Regions from separate parts of the Drosophila melanogaster genome. Here region 1 is linked to region 2. A link is a contact called in public ChIA-PET data. All regions are on one chromosome and are shown on one strand. The core of a region is the stretch at or near the end of the contact, and the rest is flanking DNA. Distances in the headings are between cores, read along the strand shown.

What was found. ChIA-PET counts read pairs in DNA pulled down with a chosen protein or histone mark.
Region 1: a contact with region 2 is called in an RNA polymerase II ChIA-PET map of the S2 cell line, with 2.8 times the contacts expected there. The contact joins the promoter of GstZ2 here to the promoter of ps in region 2. A contact is called at or near these places in 1 of 1 datasets of contacts at CTCF or cohesin (the Kc167 cell line), 32 of 107 Hi-C or Micro-C datasets (the Clone 8 cell line, the D17-c3 cell line, the Kc167 cell line and 17 more) and 5 of 6 datasets of contacts at active chromatin or transcription factors (the Kc167 cell line and the S2 cell line).

Annotation. Positions count from the first base shown.
Region 1 is chr3R:9,459,269-9,461,968 of dm6, reverse strand. GstZ2 (Glutathione S transferase Z2) reads left to right here and starts at 1,317. Exons shown (of 4, transcript NM_169286.2): 1 at 1,317-1,698. The coding sequence starts at 1,675. CG16779 reads left to right here. Exons shown (of 12, transcript NM_001300325.1): 12 at 1-885.
Region 2 is chr3R:9,416,618-9,419,317 of dm6, reverse strand. ps (pasilla) reads right to left here and starts at 1,378. Exons shown (of 7, transcript NM_001202270.2): 1 at 1,318-1,378. alpha-Man-IIa (alpha-Mannosidase class II a) reads right to left here. Exons shown (of 5, transcript NM_079567.3): 5 at 2,054-2,700. The coding sequence ends at 2,580.

The DNA.
Region 1 (2,700 bases), core at 68-2,567, 43 kb before region 2:
TTAATAGTAGTCAATTCTTCAAAACAGATAAAGAAAAAAATTAGGTTAAGTGTGAAGATGCATGGGGATATATGGACACTATTTTCTAAACGTATTACAACAATAATTTATGAATTTGTTGGTAATTTTATACATATATATACACAGTTACTTTTGTTAGCTAGCAAAACGACAACGACAACTTAGGTAGCGCCGAGGTAGATAAACTTTATGAATGTTGTACCCAAAGCCCACGCCCCGGACACCCGCGAGAGCACACTGTACAGGCACGAACCTCAAGGCAGGATGGGTCATAGCTCGAGATCTAGATACCACGGATCCAGGATCCTGAGGCCCGTCCTTGCGCATCCTACCTAGCTAGTTAGGTCCGCGTCCCTTATAACACGATTTCTGCTCATACTATACACTCAACACACTCACTGATTACAATCTCTGTTGGATCTGTTGTACTCTGCCATTTTTTGGTGTGATATTCTATTGGTTGTGGCGGTTGCTTTTAAGCCGCTTTACACATTGTTGCATTTCTACTAATCGTAGCTGGCCTAAACTGGGTGGGTCACTACAGGACGAATGAAGAAAAATAAAAAATACTGAAAACCCAAAAAATTAATTATTGTATATGTACATATGTACATACATATGTATAACTAATTCGATTTCCAGTTGTTGTTTTGGTTGTACATGCGTAATGGTTTTAAACTTGTTTTGACTAACTGTAACTGATTGCCAAACTTTGTTAACTATTTTAGTCCATACATACGTACATACATACATACTTTTAGGTTTAAGCACTTGTAATTTAATCGAACATGATTTGAGCAAATTTAATGAAAATGAACTAAACTTAAAAAAACACAAAACGAAAATAAAGTGGTGGTCGTAACTAAAAAGTTGTTGTTTTAATTCCTTTTTAAGCGGATTTCCAAAGCCTTAGCTCTGAAAATGTAGAAGTCCAATATTCTGTCACATCAGTGAATGAATTTATCAGTGAATTTCTTAGCTGGTTTTTCGATCTGTTGGCCTTAGTGGGTGTTCACCGTACCTAAAGCATTTTATCTTACGCGCCATTTTAAGTCCCTCCAAAGTTTAGCTAAGACGCGACCCCAAAAGCTTTCGTATGGTGCTCTCCCCATTTTCTTTGTTATCCTGCTACGCTCTCTTCTCTCTCACTCTTTTTGTTTTTCTCTCTTCCTTTCGCGGTGGTCCTTCCTCCCTCTCACAGACACGCAAGCTCGCAGAGCTGGCATTGTTGTTGGCGTTTGTCATTGTCCTTTTCGCGTTCGCTTTTGCTTTCGCTTTCGCACTCGTTTATTTAGTTCAGTGTGTTCAGTTGCGTCCTGGCTTCATATCCTGTCGCTATCCTTTGGCTAAGCGCAATCACAAGCGGTTTTAGTTTGAGGTTTTGAGTGCATTTGAGCGGCTGCAAATACAAACAGAACTGTGCGCAGGAAGAGCCACATATCTCTGGAAATTGGTGTTTAGTGTTCGTTCGGTGGAAAACATATCCTCGAGATCGAATTGTGCGGAATTAGCTGGATAGACAGATATCCGAGGAGTAATTGTCGCTTTTCGATAAACCGGCTTGGATCGTAACCTCTTTTAATTCTTCATCGGTGTTGTGCGTGTGCACCAAACGGCTTCAAAATTAATTACTCAAAGTACCACCACAACGCTATGTCCTTATCGGCCATAGCCAAGGTAAGCGAATCCCAGCGTCATTGGCGCCTTCTTTCGGGCATTTGGCAAAAATCCATTCCAGTTCCCGCAAATATCACTCATACCACGCGGCCAGCAATCTCTGACTTCAGTTCACTTGGTCTAAGTTTCACTCATACCCCGCTTTCGAATCCGCAATTTGATTTTGCGCAGAACAGCGAGCTCTCCTCCCTCGCGTACACACTGCAAAAGTTGCAAAACAGGGTTGTCAGGCGGCGAAAAGTTGCAAAAAAGGATATGCATTTCAATTTCAAAAATCCGGTTGTATAAATGAATATAAACATTTGTCCTTGCTTAAATTAATTTATAAAACTTGCTTGATTTAATCACTATACATATTTAGGTAAAAGGCTTTTTGAATAACTGTTTTACATTTGTTGGAATAAATATAAGCTATAACAGAGAGGCATCTAATCCAACCCGCCTTCCACTTATGGCTTAGTTTTAGACCGAACTCGACAACCCTGCCCCTGGGTTTTGACTCAAACTCTAACGCGCCGACGGCCGAGCAACCCCTGAAAAAGCACACCCTCTCCAAGCGAATGGCGAAACTTCTGAGCCAATTTTCTCTTGAGTAGGGGTCCTGTGTCCTTGGAGCTGCCTTCGCGCTGTGGACTCAGGACAACGACAACTTGAATAAGGTTAATGCCCCTAGCCGACCTTGGGGTGCGACACAGTTCGGGACTCGGGAGCTCGGGACCTCGCTGCTCGGGGTTCGGGGTTCGAATGTAGGATGTCGGATATCGAAACTTATCGGACCCACCGTCCTCACTTTCGCCTGGGTTCATTGAACTTTTAGGGAACTCATTATGCTTTCGGTGAATACAGTTTCGTGTGGGTGGCGACGACAACGACCCGTCGATAGGCTCTGCTGGGTTGATTGGCCAAGCCGGAACAGCCAGCTGTGTGTATATCATTTTAGGGCTCGTCCTCATCGGCGGCCATTTGGTTAGGATATATAGTATATGGTATAGGGTCCGATAC
Region 2 (2,700 bases), core at 129-2,628:
ATACATTGATTTTTAAATTCGAATGCGGGAAAACAGCTTCGCTCTCGCGCTCTGGACTTTTCTCACTCTCTCTCTCTCTCTCGTTTCGCTTATTAGGGCACTAGGTTTTTCATGCAAACGTTGGAAAATTGCTGCACGTTCCTGCACACAACCACACGCAAGTCAGCGACAACTTTTGCATTTCCTGCGCCAAAAACGCAAAGCTTGAAAAATAATATCGCCTTGAACGAATTGAACTTCTATCGCATATTTGCCATTCAAACTGTTTATGACATAATAATTGAGCAATGCCATATGTTGAAAAGAGCTCAAATCGGAAGATGGAGCGAGAAATAAAAGGCGACAGTCTTAGAACGAGAAAAACTCGTTGTTCGAAGCGAGCAAACGAAAAACATTTAAATAAATATATAAATTATGTATACGCGCTGTGTGCGTTGCGTTTTATCAGCGAATGAGAGGGACGGTGCGAGAGAGGGAGAGAGCTAAAGCTTCACACAGATACAAATTGGCGCACGCTGGTGTGCGTGAGCTGCTGCTTTGACACACTTTTATGTGACGTCGTTAATTTCGTTTTCTTTTTTTGGTGTTCTCGTTCTGGTTCTGCTGCTCTTTTCCACATTCTTTTATACCCTCCTCTTTCAAGGAGCTTTGCTTTTGAACATTTCATAGGGACGGGAAGAAGAAGACGAGTTGGAAATTCAAACACATGTTTGCCCGTTTTCTATTTTCCTTATCCAATCAGACGTTTGCGTTCCAGTTGGATTTTCGTTTTCAGGTGTTAATTGAATTTGTATTTCAATTTCTGTTACCTCCGCCTCCTCCTTCTTCACCACCATCTCTTCCACTTCTTCTACCAGTATTTATGTAACCAGCATGAGCGAGCGAGAGAGAGATGGAGAGAGAGCACATGCCAGGGCATAGATACTTTTTTTTGGCATTGAAACAAAACGTAGTTCACAAAAAGCACACGCAAACCAGCACACGACACGCGCACACAGATACACGCCACGAAAAAAAGAACTTAGAACAAGAACAACTCAAGAACCCAGCTTAGACACACACACACACACACTCACGCACACATTCGTACTTGATTTAATTAAATTAAATTCCAGTCCGCCTCAAAAAACAACAACAACAAGAACTAGAGCTGCAGATACTCTGCGATTTAAGCGACACTGTGTGTTTTATTATTCGTTTTAGTTGGATTTTATTCCTCGTAATTGTTTTGAACCACTTTTGTTTAGATGCCTTGTTTTTGTTGCAGAACTTGACAAGCAAACACACAGGCAGCCACAAACATATAAACAAACTCACTGGCGACCACGATGATCTGAATCTGACGCTCTGACTCTGTGACTGAATCCAACTGAACTGAAATGCGGATTCCAAACTTGAAAACAGCGAGCTGACTGAGATTTTTGTTTCTGTATAGAAAAATTCCGATGGTCGTCGTTGAAGAGAGCGCGAGAGCGTATCTTACAGATACAAATACGAATTCGGATTCCGATTCGGATTCGGTTTTGCTTTCGTTGCTCGTTTCGGATTTTGAAGAGAGCGAACTGCGCAGCGATTCGCTCTCTATCCAAAACAACCACTTTACACTCAATCCGGATTTCCATTTCCATTGTGCATTTTCCAATTCCGCGCTCTTAGTATCTCTATCTCTGTAGGTCATTCTGGCAATAATAGTACCCCGCACTGGAGCTGATAAGATTGCATTCTGTTTTTCATCCACTAAAACTATAACTCATGATTATGGCTTTAATTAGTCGTCTCAAAAGCTCGTTTCATAATCCACATAAATTCAAAACTTAATAATGCAAAGATCAACTGTTTACTAACATTCATTACTTACAATATTAAAAAAAAAATTAAATGTAATGTTAAAAATTAAATTAAAATGTATTTATTTTAGTTTACTGAGAAAAATTAAATATTCATAGAAAGTGCATTCATAACTTACCAACAACACGATTCTAACTAAAGCCTAAATGACGATTTTGAATAGTAATACAAATCCTTTCCTTTTTCGAATAAAAACAGTCGTTATGTTTTTAGTTTAGAATAGCACGTAAAAGTCGATTCTAAATGAGACTCAATTTTATTCAATTTGTAAAAAACAAACGTCGAGATTAATATCATTGCAGTTGCGTCATTATCACTAAGCCTACTTTACAGTTAAACGTTAGTTATAGTTACGATTCATTGTTATAGGCAATAACCCCATTGGGGATATCGAGTACAGACATGTATTGCTTGCTGTGGGACTGGATGGATATCACAAAAAAACGTAAAAAACTAGGGGAAACAGAGTAAAACGTGTAGTTACACGGGGGTGCGAAAAATACACCGCTGCGTCATAGGATTGAATTTCCAAACCCTCGTGTGGAAGCTTGAATAAATAAATGATACGTAGTATGGATTACGCATTACGTCTTTCGGTGCAGTCAGTGCTTAAGTCGAACATTAAACGAAGATTGCCTGTATTGCAGTGGATTAGCGTCCGAGATTCATAGGTTGTGAGATGGTCGCTTGGCTTCAGTTTCTGCTTTATCCTTTGCCATAACACGTTGCGATCAGCTTGAGTGACTGCTCACATAAGCGGCGGTTTCCATGGGGCACACTTCCGGCGCCACCATGCCATCCAAGTGCTCCAAATTCTGCAGGAAAGTCAGCGTCGTGCGCTCGCATCTCGCC